Linked DNA regions of Canis lupus: region 1 is linked to region 2. The links are chromatin contacts, called in public Hi-C maps. All regions are on one chromosome and are shown on one strand. Each heading gives the region's core, a stretch centred on a gene start, on an enhancer-like site or on the middle of the called end of the contact. The rest is flanking DNA. Distances are from core to core; before and after follow the strand shown.

Region 1 (7,719 bases), core at 5,181-7,680, 700 kb before region 2:
GTCTCCTGATTGGACATCTCCTTCCTCCCCAGCCCGCTGCCCCCAGCGGAAAAGCCAGTTTTACCCCTATTTACACATTCACGTCAATAATCGTGATCAATATCACATCAATATTCCTTTGATTTCTCCTTTGACCTGGTAGTAGCATCTCCTCCGTTCTTTCATAGAGGAGCCGAAAAGCGGTTCATTTTTTTTTTAATTTTTTTTAATTTTTTTTAATTTTTTAAATTTTTTAAATTTTTTTATTTTTAGCGGTTCATTTTTATAGTCGTACGAGAGTTGTGATTGTACCTGTTTTGTTGTTTTTATGCTTTTGAAAATTACCCTCCATTAAGAGGTCTGTGTGTGCTCGCTTTGACTGGAAGGAGTCTAGCGTCACCTGCATAACCATAGCAACTGAAGCGTGCCTAATCCCCAGCCTTGCTGTTCTAGAGGCGGCCAGCAGAGGGCGGTACCGGGCCCCTCCCTGCGCGGTCCCCAAGGGTCAGACCGCGCTGGAGTCACCGCGTGCCCAGGGGTCGCCGCCGAGCGCCCGAGGGTTCCCACCGCATCTCCCCCGGCCCGCCTGCCTACGTCGCGGAATTTGCAACGCAGGTGAGCTTTTCCTGAAAGGAGGGGAAGAAGGGGCAGGTGTGTTAGGATCCGTGAGCAACAGCAGGTGACAGCACTTCCAGCAGTGGCGCTGCCTGCCTGCCAGGAGGCATTGGTGGTTCAGTGGTAGAATTCTCGCCTGCCACGCGGGAGGCCCGGGTTCGATTCCCGGCCAATGCACAGGCCTTTCGAGTTTTCTTTTCTTGCAGTCCTTTCAAATTATTTCGGAATTGCTCCCGTGGAGTAGTAGGATACCTCCCTCGTCCAGTGTCTGAGCTTTCATATCCATTGTGGGACTTTAAGACGAGACGCGGAGGAGCTTCCACTTAAGTCAGTGGGTCAGGCTGGCGACTGCTCTTTCCCGACAGGAACATCGAATTTTCTGCTTTCAGAGTATGTGCCCTGGATTCATTCTCTCGTTGGGAATATGGGTAAAACCAAACTATAGACTTTGCGGGGAGAAAAAAATTAGGATAAAGGTGGCAACTAGAGGAAATAAAATAAAGGGACTGCTTAAAACGGACGTCCGTCAGTAGAGCAGAGTGGCGCAGCGGGAGCGTGCTGGGCCCATAACCCAGAGGTCGATGGATCGAAACCATCCTCTGCTAAGCTGGCTGTAGTTTTGTTTTGATTTTCAACGCTCCCCCCTCCCCCCCCCCCATTGGATGCATTTAGAACAAATCCTGTCTCTGCGTTTCTAACTAAGGTTCTGCAACTTTTGGACGAAATTCATGTACCAACCAGGAATTTCTAACTAAGTAATGTCAGGTTCCCCATGTGGAGAGCAGAGGATTCATTTTAACCCATCAGTGGAAAGGTCACCATCTCTACCTACTACCGTATTGTGAACCAGACGTAAGTTTCGAGTTCAAAAATCACCGTATAGGGCTAGTCTCAGCTTTAGAGATTCAGTTAAGGGCAGTTTGGAGTATTTAAAATAGCAACTTCCCCAGCAATCTCCCCCACCTCCCCATCCCGGCTCTGTTTTCCTTCTTAGCACTTAGCCCTACCTGCTGTATGGTATATTTTATAGTATATATTTTCTCTCCCCTGAAATGTAAATTCACAAGAACAGAGTTTTTGGTTTTTTTGTCTGTTTTGCCACTGTGGTTGTTGTAGTATCTAGAATACTACCTGGCACATCTTAAGTACTGGTGATTTTGTAAGTATGTTAAAAGTTGCAATTTCTAATACAGCAAACACCAGTATTTGAGTTTTCTCCACCTTATTTTACCTTTTAAAAAATTATGGAAGAATACAAAAATAACCACACACGATTATTTAATATTATGGCATATTCACTAGAAATCTCTATATTTAAAATAAAAAAAAGCCCACAAAAACTGAACCACTCTTTTTACCCATAGTCCCAAACCTAGTATCTTTCTCAGGGCAAGTCCTGCAAGAATTTGCTGTGCTTCTCTCCCATTCTTGTTGTTGAATGAATGATTTTTATTTTTGAAGAGTGGCAGTAGCAGCTGGATAGTAGATCTCGAGTCTCCTGATTCCTCAAAGTATTCATCTTCAATTGTAGTCCTCACTTGGCAGCTTTGAATTAAAGTCCTATATCAATGCTGACTATTGAGATTTCCAAAGCACAGGATTTCACAGAGGCCTGGAAGTTCCTTGCATGAAGCTATATTCCTCTTGCAGAGCTCAAATCTGATGAGCTTTGGAGGAGGACAAGGAGACGGAGGCCAGCTCATTCTTCCCCACCTTCCTTTCCACACTCGTCACCTGGAATCATCTGCACTTTATTGATATCTACCACTTACATTCTATCTCTATCAAGCTATAAAATAGCCTAATGATTTAAGCGCAAGCAAAGATGCACTGCTCTGCAGATGAGGTAATGTGGAAGCGACCACATGGCACCAATGACTGGCGCCCTGGTATGCTTTCCTTCACTTCCAAGTAGCTAGTAATTTATTCTGACAACTCATACCTCTCTTAGTAATAATCCCCCTTTTCCTTCTCCATGTCAACATTTCATTCTCAGGCCTGCTTCTATCGGTGGGTACCAACTAGTGGAATGCCAGCACCAAGGCTTGAAAACCCAGACCTTTTTTAGTGCAGGTGAGGGAAATCCCCTTTGCAGCTGCAGAGGAATAGATCCTATAGGGCTTCATAAAATGGACCTGGCCACGGATATTTCTGGTGAAGAATTTTCAAAGACATCGACTTCAGATTGCTATGACCTCTGAAAGTCACATTTAAATTCTAGGTCTGCACATGATTGCCTTTCTCTTTTTTATTTATTTTTTAATTTTCCTTTTTTAATTTAAATTTTTAGTCAATAACATACGGTGCAGTATTGGTTTCTGGTGTCTTTCTCTAAAAATAGTCATAAGATGCTAACTAACTGGAATCTTCTTTTTTCCTTCAAGACTTTTACATTATGATATTTCTTTGTTCAATCTGAAGACAATATGGTTCTTAACTCTTCTATATGCATGAAGGTAAAGTAAAACAAAATAAAATCAGTGATTCACTACATAGTTGATTTAAACAGCATGTGAGTCTGTATCTCATTTAAATAGACAGTAGAAAACAAGGAGCTAAAAAGAGAAAGAAAGAAGCTGGGTCCAGGGAACAAGGTGGGCCATTTGCAGAAGGGAGTCCTGCTGAGAGAAGGGGTGGAGCTGTTTAAGATTCTTGTGGCCTCTACGGTCTCCTTCCTTTCACAAGACAGGAGAGATGGAGAGCACTAAAAGAAAACAGAGAAAATGTTGAGACTGATGGAAGAAAAGTAGGTAGAGGAGAATGTATCCCAGTAAGATAAATCTCCCATTAGAGGTGAATGGGTTTATTTACCCAGGTAGCTATTAAATCCATAGTAAATACCTCCAAATACCCCTTTCCACTTTTATTTCACTGCTAGTAGTAGCTTGAAGAAATGGTAATTTTTCTTTTAGTTTACTTCTTTTTCCATTTACTTAAATAGGACAAAATAGCTGGGGGTGCCTGCTGTGTGCAAGACCTGGTGCTCTGCCCCAAGCAGATGAACAGATTCTTTTCAGTGGAAGATTTAGGAAGCTGGGGAGATCTGGGCATGTGCTCTGGGCTTTGGTGGCAGAAGTACACGGGACAGCTTGTCAGGGACATAGAAATCTTCATTAATGCCCAGAGATCTCCAATTGCGAACTTAAGGGTTTGATGAAGAATGCAGATATTTCTTTTAGTCTGTCTGCACCACGTCATACATTTTTTATTAGCTGCTGCCTATATTGAAAATTTAGAACATTCCATACTAAAGTGCATATCTTCTCAAAAAATTTAAAGAGTTGCTGTCCAGGGTTTGCAGCAGGGCAATGATGAGGTGAAACCCCTCACATGGCCTCATTTGCTTCAGGTATCTGACATTCCAACTGGTCCCTTTCATGGGCAGATGCTAGCTGGCAGTTTTTTCAACATCCTCGTGCAACGGTTGTTCTTACAGCAGCATTAAGAGAACAGAAATATGCTATTAAAACAAGGAAAATGAAATTTGGTGCCAAAAGCCTATGTTGCTTCAATTAAAAATTGCAAAGAGCACCTTTTTTTGTGGACAAGGCCTGGTTTCTAGCATCCAGCCAGTTTCGCTCTTATGGGGTGGGCCCTTGTGAATATTTGACTTTAAATCTCTGGTTAGGTGGACAGCACGACTGTCTTTAGCTGCAGCTTGAGCTAAAGGGAAGTATTTTATGAAAGATAATTTGGAATAGAAGGCTGAGAGTAAAATGACCTTATGTGCTGTTATGGATTGAATTGTGTTCGCTCAAAATTCATAGTTGAGCCCTAACCCCAGTGTGACATGGCCTTTAAGAGGTAATTAAAGTTAGATGAAATCATAAGGAGGATCCTAATCCAATAGCACTAATGTTCTTAGAAGAGACTCCAGAGGTGTGCAAACACCGAAATGGGCCACATGAGGACACAGGTGCAAGCCAAGAAGGGGAGCCAACCCTGCTCACACCTGGATCTTGGACTTGTAGCCCCCAGAACCACGAGGAAATGAGTATTTATTTATTTATTTATTTATTTATGATTGTATTTATTTATTCATGAGAGACACAGAGAGAGGCAGAGAGAGGCAGAGACACAGGCAGAGGGAGAAGCAGGCTCCATGCAGGGAGCCCGACGTGGGACTCGATCCTGGGTTTCCGGGATCATGCCCTGGACTGAAGGCGGCGCTAAACCGCTGAATTACCCGGGCTGTCCGAGTAGGTTATTTAAACCAGCCAAGTAAATGGTATTTTGTTGTGGCAACACCAGAAAGCTAATGCAAGCATTTTGATCGGATGTTTGGATTTGGTTAGGCAGTAAAAGTGTCAAAGGAGGGCTAAGACAAACATTTGGAAACAAAGACTACCTGCAAAGAGAAGCAAGAGTAAAACTTGGGGGAAGCACGCATATTTAAAAGGACAGAGGGAACTGCAAAATGACCAAGGTTACCAAGTTTATACTGACCTGTTCATGATGGATAAAGTACAGTTTAGTTACATGTAATCATATTCGTAAATGCTGAGGTGTCTTCAAAGGGCAGCTCAGCAAAATCAGGGGTATGAGTTCCATCAGGTGTTTTGGTTTACAGGAAACATTAAAACATTTATTACTTTCAGGACCAGAAATTGAGAGTGCATAACCCTCTTTATACCTCAATTTCTTAAAAATTGTAGGGAGTATTTTGATTTTTCTTTGGCAGCTTTGACCAGATGGCAATAATCACCATGACTTTTGCTCTCCTCTTGGGCTTTCCCGCTGTCGTGTGCACGAGTGACTGTTGGAGAAACTCAGTTAAATCCAGTGGTTAAAGAGAGACAGAACTAGTGACTGTACCTACCTACAGCTCACGGCTGTCCCCAGGACTTTGAACTTCTGAGGAGAGCCATTTAGGCAGGTTCATTGGAACCTGGAGACAATCTTCGACCGCTGCCTCCGCCTCTTGCCGCACGATGGCAGAAGAGGACAACGAATCCTAACGCACCACTCTGGGTTTCTCAAGGATGGAAGAGGAAAGAAAAAAAATCAACCCCGGAAAAAGCAAAGACAAGAGGGGAGGAGTAGGATGCCGAGGACTTCAGGAACACGATTAAGTTAGGGAACTGCCCTCCATGGAGCAGGGTTGCTTACCGGAGGGATCTGCCGCCAATCCTCCAGGCTCAGTATCCGGGGATTCCTTGATGAAGCGTAATCAAAGGCGAAATTTCTATTGCGGCAGAGCACAAAACTGAAACCCTCTTCCCAAAGAGCGTCAAAGAACCCGTACTAAATTTGCATTGATAGTGAGCCTAAATAAACGCTTACCCAATGTTTTACCAGCGATCTCCCCTCTCTCAACCTAGCCCCAAACAGTTATACTGCAGGCGAAATGCACCAGCTGCTTTCTCTGCGAGTGTAGATGGCTCTGAAAAGAGCCTTTGGGTTGGATGGTGCCTCGGAGAACGCTCACTTGGAGCTGGTGTACTTGGTGACGGCCTTGGTGCCCTCGGACACGGCGTGCTTGGCCAGCTCCCCGGGCAGCAGCAGGCGCACGGCCGTCTGGATCTCCCTGGACGTGATGGTCGAGCGCTTGTTGTAATGCGCCAGGCGCGACGCCTCGCCCGCGATGCGCTCGAAGATGTCGTTGACGAACGAGTTCATGATGCCCATGGCCTTGGACGAGATGCCCGTGTCGGGGTGCACCTGCTTCAGCACCTTGTACACGTACACCGAGTAGCTCTCCTTGCGGCTGCGCTTGCGCTTCTTGCCGTCCTTCTTCTGCGCCTTGGTCACCGCCTTCTTGGAGCCCTTCTTCGGGGCCGGCGCGGACTTGGCGGGCTCGGGCATGGTGACCGGCAGGAAAGCAAAGTGAACCAGGGCAACGCACCTCTTCAATTATAATGACTTATGCAAAGGAGACGGGGAGGGTCGCTGGTGATTGGAGATTACCTTGGGTGACATCACGTCACAGTTTGACCCAATCAAGATAGTCACTCTACGGAGTTGCGTTTCCATTGGTCTAAATTGAAATGAAATGTTAGCCAATCTTATAACATCCTTTTCGCGCCCAGGAGGAGCTATAAAAAGTGCATTTCTGAACGTGGGGCTCTAGCCACCCTTAACAAACGCTATTAGTAACTCACTATGTCGGGACGCGGGAAGCAGGGCGGCAAGGCTCGCGCCAAGGCCAAGACGCGCTCGTCGCGGGCCGGGCTCCAGTTCCCGGTGGGCCGCGTCCACCGCCTGCTCCGCAAGGGCAACTACGCGGAGCGGGTCGGGGCGGGCGCGCCGGTGTACCTGGCGGCCGTGCTGGAGTACCTGACGGCCGAGATCCTGGAGCTGGCGGGCAACGCGGCCCGCGACAACAAGAAGACGCGCATCATCCCGCGCCACCTGCAGCTGGCCATCCGCAACGACGAGGAGCTCAACAAGCTGCTGGGCCGCGTGACCATCGCGCAGGGCGGCGTCCTGCCCAACATCCAGGCCGTGCTGCTGCCCAAGAAGACCGAGAGCCACCACAAGGCCAAGGGCAAGTAAGGTTTCGAGGGCAACAATTCAAACCAAAGGCTCTTTTCAGAGCCACCCACTACTTCTGAGGAAGAACCTGAACACTTTTGAAACTTTAACCACCGATAACCTAAGTGTTAGGGACAATACCTAGTCTCCCTTTTGACTTGGCCATTTCTGGTAAAAGTCCTTCCAACTCCGTTTGTTCAACTATAGAGCCATGAAGCCACGTTTACTGTAATCTATTTGATAGCATCAAAATAAGTTAATAATTTCTAACACCTATCAACCTCTCACCACAGTAGGCAGGGCAAAGGAAAGATTTGGTGCTCCAGGCGGCTTCCACACCAGTCTTAAAACTTGTTCAAAAACAACAACAAAAAGTAAAAATAAAGCGCTTTTGTTCTAGGTCTCCATACCATCACTAAAAGTAGGTCTTGGGACCCCTGGGTGGCTCAGAGGTTGAGCATCTGCCTTCAGCTCAGGGCGTGATCCCCGAATTCAGAATGGAGGCCTGCATCAGGCTCCTTGCGAGGAGAATGTTTCTCCCTCTGCCTATGTCTCTGCTACTCTGTCTCATAAATAAATACCTAAAATCTTTAAAATAAATAAAAGTTGGTCTTAATAATGCTCTCATGAAACTGAACTTTTTATTTATTA
Region 2 (7,551 bases), core at 3,099-5,598:
TCGAGAATGGAGATACACGTCATATTCTCTTGCTCGGTGATTACGGATTTGCCGAGTCCCTTCGCGGTGCCCTCAAATACAAGCGCAAACCCGTCCTTTGTACCTGCTGCTGCTGACTTTGTTTCCAGATTCCACCTCCTGTACCTGCGTCGGTTCGTCCGGTAGCGTGCACACCGAGAAGGGCAGCAGCGGGCGCTTGGCCAAAGTCCTGCAAAGCTTGCCCCTTACACCGAGCTGGCCCGGCCTCTCCCTCAGTCGGGTTCTCAGGTCGGAACCCCCACGTCTGCAAGTGACAGTGAGGAGTGCTGAGGCTTCTACCTGGAGCACCTGGCCTCCAGGGACTGGTATTTCTGCAAACCATGTTTCCTCGCTTTTAAGAGTAATCCCCAAAATGGTCTCTTGCACTTTTCATAAAAGGCATTTTGACATTAGCTACCAAAATTAGTCTTCACAGACTTTCCACTTCTGGAAATGTATAGAAGTGCTGCATTTGTACAAAATTGACCTATGTCAGGGTCACTCATGGCAACATTTAAAAGAGAAATAAAATAGTAAATGTAAAAAAGGAATTTTCCTGCCCTCAAAGGGCTCAGTCCCCAAGGAATCAAGCTGACATTTCCTCGGGAAATTCATTTTCTTCCACCCGTTTTATTTTCATTTCTCACTGGACCTGTGAATTACCCAATTTACCAGGCTGTACGTGTGAGCTAATCATGCAAAACTATTGACTGGGAGCCTGAGATGCTGACCTTGAATATGCCACCTAGCCTGAGAAGTTTATTTCAAATACATAAGCCCTATATGTATTTTACTTTCTAAGTTGTTAGCAACCTAAGGGAAAGAAGTTTCTTAATCTTGATATTCTCTTTATCTAGCAAAGGTGGCAATGGGCACTTAGAATTCTGAGTACATAAATAGCTGATCAAATTCTGACACTGGATCTTTCTGGCTCAGGTGGAAGACATTAGGACCCAAAGAAACAATCCACATGAAACAAACTCACAAGAAATGAACACAGAAACAAGGGTATGGAGTTCTTATAAGACTGAGGCTGTAACATTACACACATTTTTGTTTCATGGGTGTGAAAGGTATAGGCATTGTGGAAAATGTTACACCAAGCAAACATTTTTTACCGTATGGTCATTTTTATTCTCTCAAAACAAGTGCATGACTAAAATTTTACTTCAGAACCAAGTAAGTGGATTAATCCACTTCACCCAAAGAACAAATGCATAATTATATTAAGCATAGTGGGGAAAAAAAATTAAATAGCACTAGCAAAATCCAAATTATTACATTCTACTACTTCCTAGAAGTTTAAAAAACTAGATATTGATCAGTTTGTTCAAGATTTTTTATTTTTAAGTCATCTCTAAACTTGACATGAGGCTCAAACTCACAATCTCGAAATCAAGATTTAGATGCTTTACCAACTGATCCAGCCAGGAACCCTGCCCAGTTTTAATGTTTATCATTTAATTCCTTAGTTTATCGTGACACTTCACTTTTCAGCTTCTCTTCATGGCTAACATAGACTCTGTGGCCTCCAGAGCTGCTTTGAATATTGTTTGTGAACCCGCCCTCATCTAAGCCTTAATTCATAAAAGTGCCCCTGAGGGGCATCATTTGGGCCTGACTACCTCCTAGGTTTTGTCTGCCTTTACAATGGTTTCTTGAACCAAACACTCCATCCATGGAGCTTTGTTTCCAACATCAGGACTAAACCAAGTTAATTTCGATTTTAAATTCACTTTTCAGGAATGATCTAGAAACCCGGTGAAAGTGATCCATCTCTGGAAGACTGTGATTCAGAATCAGCTCCATATTAAGCATGGCTTACCATCCAAGATAGAGTCAACCATGCCCTCCCATGGCCCCTACTTTATCCCTTATATATATCTACAATGATGCCTGTAGTACCTCTGTATATTTATTTCTTATGTATCTGTCTCTTTCTAGTGGTCTATAACTTAATGCCAAGGGCCATGTATTATATTACCTACCATTCCTGTGTCCTCATACAGTGACTTAGTAAATGCTGGGTTAGATAACTGATAAAATGGGCTAAGAAATTAATTTGATAGATAGAAAAGGTCCCAGGCTGAATTGAGAGGGGTCAGGGAGGAATGGTGTCTCTGAGACCAGGGGATGAAGTTAAGGGGAGTGAACAGGACATGAAGAGACAGAAGTCAGAACTTACAAAACGCCTCCCATTTCCAATAAACTACAAACACATTTTTTTCTTTTCTATACAAACATTTGGAAGGTGGCTCCCAATGCAGTCCCACCCCATTAACCCGTCCCTGTTAATCTTATCTAAATAGAAAGGATGGTGCTGTTGCCCTTCACCTAAGTTAGTAAAATAGCTTTCTGCATTAGATATTATCACTCCAGCATGAAGTAAAGGCTCTTCCTGGGTCCAGAAAGTGGGATTTTTAGAAGAGCCTATTGGGCAGGAAGCAGACAGTCAAGAATCAAACAAAATAGGAATGTGCAGTTAGTCATACTCATGCTAGTATGAATTAGGTGCCTCAGCCAGGCAACAGGAGTTGGAGGGGGGACCAGAGATCCATAAGACGTCTATGTCTAAGCACCCACTAGAGATTCCTGGTCTTAGAAATGAAATGTCTGCCTGAGTAGTCATTATCATGTAGACAGGAAGCAGGGCCAGGAGATGAAAAGGGTCTCTCTCCCTTTTAAGAGTCCCTGACTAGTGAGGGTTCCTCTGTGCTCTCTGAAAGTGGTGGAGCTCCAAAGATCTTGGCAAGCAGCCCTCGGTTGGAACGAGCCTGGTCCTTGGCATTAGCTAAGCGAGCCCGTTCACTTCCTCCAGGCCGAGCTGCCTTCCGGGCTCTCAGCTCTTGCTCAGTAGGACGCTGGGCAAAGTTCCAGGAGCCATTCGGGCGGGAAGAGTCCCCATCAGTAGCAAGGAAGCGCTGTCCCCGTTCCACACTTCGAAGATAGAAGTCAGTCTCACGCTTGGCCTGGGCAACCTCGGCCCTGAGGCGCTGCCTGCGCACCTGGCGCTCAAAGGCAAGATGTTCGCTGAGGTGGGACCACGTGAAACGGTGCAGGTACTGTGGACAGGAAAACAGGAAAAGATCCAGGTAAGATATGTCAGGAATGCAGAGGTGAAGAGAGAGAGTGAGGCCAGCAAGAGGGAATGAGGTGCCTAGGCTGGGGCTGGGGAGGTGGGAGGATGAGATGCGGCAGGAGAGCCTAACCCCCCTCACCTTGAGATTCCATAGGTCGTAACGGAAGGGGCTGCGCCTTCGGGCTCCCATGGGCGTGTTGTGAAGACTGGCCGCCACACGCTTGGCTACTCGCTTGTCCCGGAACTCCACCCAGCCCTCGGTGTAGTCCTTGCTGTACTTGGACCGCTTTTTCCCTCCCGTGGCTGAGGCTGACACTGCCTTCTTCTTGCGCCTCACGAACCCGTCTGTGAACCAAAGGCACAGCAGTGGTTTAGGAGGCCGACGTGGCACCCAGTCAACTTCATCTACGACCCCTCGGGCCAGGAACCCACCGCAAGGCCTTTCCCCGTACGCCATTTCCCTACGTCAAACTCAATCTTTTCTTCAAACGTCAACTTCTGCATCAGATCGGCTCAGGACATTCTATTTAAAACTCGCACACGCCCCCAAACCCAATTCAACCAGAGCTCAGACGAAAGCTGGGGTCACCTGGCCATACACCCGTCCTGAGTCTGTTTCTAGACTCAGGTCACGAGAGCAGAGGTGATGGGTGCCGTTGTGTTTGAAAAAGCCTCAGATTTTTATTCAGGGTGAACTCATTAACAAGCCGGCAAATCCGGTTCAGGAAACGGGGGCGTGCGGAATCGACACGACAAGCCCAAATTAACCATCCAAGCAAGAACTACTCATCGTGTGTTACTGAGCTATCCACCCCCGATCCCGCCTCCTGAAAGCTGAGAGCTCCGCTGATGACCAAGGGAGTCGGGCGCCGGCCTGGAGCCCCGTGCCCCCGCAGCGCCCTGGCTTCCGCGCCAGGGAACCCACCCCCTTCCCGAACATCCAGGGCCCGCGCTCTTACCCTCGGGCTGGAAAAAAACGCGTCCAACCTCTCCGAACGCGCTGAGAAGGTTCCGTACATGCAGAGGTCGAAAGCGGGGCGGGAGGTGGCCCAAGTACACAATACCCGGCACCACCCGCTTCTTGGCGCCACACGCCGCCTCTTCAGATTCCTCCTGCTCCTCCTCTGCCTCTGCTTTCTGGTCTGTCCCTTCCAGAGGCTCCTGCCCCACAGCTTCCTTCTCCAACTCCTCTGCCTCCATGCTGGCGCCGATGAGACGTACGACAGCCGTAAAGCGCCGCGCCGTCCTGCCGCACACCGCGTGCGCCGGCCGGCGGCGAAGGGCGGGGAGATGACGTCATAGTACATAGAAGGACCGGATTGGACGCAGCAAGCGGAAGTGGGGGCCTGGTCGGCCGCGGGATTCGAAGCGGGAAGGCGGGATCAAAGGCGAGATGGTGAAGCCGGCTGCGGCTGGCGATGGGGAGGCGGGAGTGGAGGAGTTGGTCCCCGGGGGTCACTTACCCTAGAGAACGCCTCGGCTGCGTGGAAACACGCAGGAGGCGGCCTCTTCTGGATACGTTGCAAAGCTTTGGGAAGTCGGGCGAGGTTTCTGTGTCTTAGCCATCAACCCGACATTTGACCTACGGACCTGGGCAAGACTCCGGTTGGGAGATGATACCACCTTTCAAAGTGGACTTAACTTTCAGTTTTTAAAATTGTCTGGAGTTTTGACGTTTCAGTTATTTTTTTGAGAATCCGAGCGCTCTGAATGTCTTTAGGTTTTGGAAATGTAGTTTAGCTTTGAAAATACACGTTTCGGAAATTTAGAGAAGTTTTAAAGATTTCAATTGTGACCTCATTTAGTGTAAAACCTTTTGTTTGCTTTAAAATATTAATTATAAGTTTGATTTTGTGAATAGGATTACCAAAAAAATGTGCAACAGTTAATATGCAACAGTTACTTCTCTGGTTTTAAAAACGTTATTTCGGCGCCTGTCATAGCTTTGTATTGACACGTGATTCATATTGATGTTACGAACACATGGTTTCCTGTGTCCCCTCGGCCCTGGCGACCCGGGGCGTCGCGCTGCTCTAACTCTGGCCCCCTGGGCCCTGCCCTGCTAGAGGCCGGGAGTAAGGAACCTCCGGGCCGGCGATGCTCACGCCCCTGAGGACCCGGTGCCCCTGCTCGACCCCGTGCCCCTGCTGCAGTCCCGGCCACCCCCGCCCAGCCCCCTCCCTACCGCCTCCGAGACCTCTCCCGTGGCGCAGAAACCGTCCGGGAGGGGGCGCCGTTCACCTGCTCTTGGCGCCGCGGTTCCCCGCCACGCCCCTACCCCTTCGCCCCCGCCTTTGCACCTGCTGCAGGGCCAAATGCAAAGCCCCGAGGCTACCAATGTGGACAGCGGTGCAGCCGGCTTTCTAGAAGGGGCCCCGGGCGAGTGTGAGGATAATATAAACCCGCCCTCGCTGCAGCCGGACAAAATTTCCCATCCCGCTGAGACGGACGTGTGCGCACACGAAGCCGGAGGACTGCAGCAGGGGCACGGGGTCGAGCTATCATCCGAGGGGAAGGCTCTCCCAGTGTTTTGTGGGCTTTTTTGTTTTGTTTGTTTGTTTGTTTAAGATTTTATTCATTTATTCATGAGAGACACAGAGAGAGAAAGGCAGGCTCCATGCAGGGAGCCCGATGTGGGACCCCGCCCTGGGCTGAAGGGAGGCGCTCATCCACTGAGCCACCCAGGCGTCCCTCCCAGTGTATTTCTGCCTGAACACGGCGCCTAGCTCTTTGATAAAGAGGACGAAAGATCGAATAAACCAGACTTCTCCGGTGCTTACACTAGTTTCATTAATTTTATAACGGGATTTTCTATCAGTTGCCCGCCGCCCGCCGCTGCTTTTTTGGAGGAAGGATGGGGGCGCTAAGAGATACAGACTCGGTCCCGCATTTAATTCTAAGGTCTTCAGGGACGCCTGGGCGGCGCAGTGGTTGAACGTCTACCTTTGGCTCGGGGCGAGATCCTGGGGGTCCAGGATTGAATCCCACATCGGGCTCCTTGCGGGGAGCCTGCTTCTCCCTCTGCCGGTGTCTCTGCCTCTCTGTGGGTCTCTCACGGATAAATAAGTAAATAAACATTTTTTTAAAAATTAAAAAAAATAATAATCTTTACCTCTTCAAAACACGGAGCCGCGGTGGATGAAGTGAGAGCACACGTCTAGGTTTTGCTTCACAAGGTCGGGGGTGGGAAGGGGGCATGAAGGGGTATAGATGATGCTAGTTGTACAGGTGTGATGCCTATGATGGTAATTTGTGCTGTTTTCTCCACCTGTGTGTATTTGAAGTTGTCATCAATAAAATGTTTATTCACTTGAATATCAACAGAGAGCCCAGAAAGGCCATCCAAAAGGACCTCCAAAATAAAATGAAAACCTTGGGCCAAGCCTGCTTTCTGCTTCTCCAGACTCCGCATGACCCTTTCCAAAACTTCATGAAAAGTCAGTCTCCCAGGAGACCCTGTCTTACATAAGCAGCTTCTTTTGTACGAACCTGAGGATCCTTTATTTTTTGTTGTTATTTTCAGGCCTACGAGTTCATCTGTGAGCACAAACGACAACCTGCCCAACTGTGTTCAAGTTTTCTTAACCAAAACAAAACAAACAAACAAAAAGTTTTCTTAACTTTCATTAAGGGTCCAGACTTGCTGCGTCAATGAAAACCTTTCAAAAGGTACAGTCCTCCGAGCCGGATTCGAACCAGCGACCTAAGGATGCCCACGTGACTCAACATCTACAGTCCTCCGCTCTACCAACTGAGCTATCGAAGGATCTGAGGTGTGGCTTCTTAGAATACTTTAAATAATGTTTATCTCAGTGGTTTTTCACTATTTTTAAAATAGGTGAACAAAAATGCTAGGAATGTTCTAAAACGGATGGAGTGGTGATCATAGAGATACATTAAATAATTAATACCTTTAAACACTTAAGCTTTGTGCTTTTTACTGTCTGTTTTAGGTTTTTATTTTCTTAAATTTTTTTACTTTATTCTTTTTTTTTTTTTGTATATTTTTTATTAACGTTCGATTTGCCAGCATAGTATAACACCCAGTGCTCATCCCATCAAGTGCCCCCTGCCCACCTCCCCTTCCACTACCCCTTGCTCATTTCCCAGTTAGGAGTCTCTCATGTTCTGTCACCCCCTCTGAGATTTCCCACTCATTTTCTTTCCTTTCCCCTTTAATCCCTTTCACTATTTTTTATATTCCCTGTGTGAATGAAACCATGTAATGATTGTCCTTCTCTGATTGACTTACTTCACTCAGCATAACACCCTCCATTTCTATCCATGTTGAAGCAAATGCTGGGTATTTGTCGTTTCTAATGGCTGAGTAATATTCCATTGTTTATATAGACTACATCTTCTTTATCCATTTATATTTTAATGGGCACTGAGGCTCCTTCCACAGTTTGTCTATTGTGGACATTGCTGCTATAAACACTGGGGTGCAGGTATCT

The links. Hi-C and Micro-C count contacts between places; a contact is called where the count stands out from the background.
Region 1: a contact with region 2 is called in a Hi-C map of blood, with 5 times the contacts expected there. The contact joins the promoter of LOC119877882 here to the promoter of ABT1 in region 2. A contact is called at or near these places in 2 of 9 Hi-C or Micro-C datasets (amygdala and blood).

Annotation. Positions count from the first base shown.
Region 1 is chr35:26,541,746-26,549,464 of UU_Cfam_GSD_1.0, reverse strand. LOC119877882 (histone H2B type 1-C/E/F/G/I) reads right to left here and starts at 6,430. Exons shown (of 1, transcript XM_038584437.1): 1 at 5,988-6,430. The coding sequence starts at 6,399. The coding sequence ends at 6,019. It overlaps H2AC17 (histone H2A type 1-E), which reads left to right and starts at 6,682. Exons shown (of 1, transcript XM_038584434.1): 1 at 6,682-7,462. The coding sequence starts at 6,697. The coding sequence ends at 7,089. TRNAM-CAU (a tRNA gene) reads left to right here and starts at 1,128; the gene lies at 1,128-1,199. It overlaps TRNAG-GCC (a tRNA gene), which reads left to right and starts at 701; the gene lies at 701-771.
Region 2 is chr35:25,835,393-25,842,943 of UU_Cfam_GSD_1.0, reverse strand. ABT1 (activator of basal transcription 1) reads right to left here and starts at 4,348. Exons shown (of 3, transcript XM_038584400.1): 1 at 4,057-4,348; 2 at 3,237-3,442; 3 at 1,129-3,080. The coding sequence starts at 4,297. The coding sequence ends at 2,700. TRNAY-GUA (a tRNA gene) reads right to left here and starts at 6,863; the gene lies at 6,773-6,863.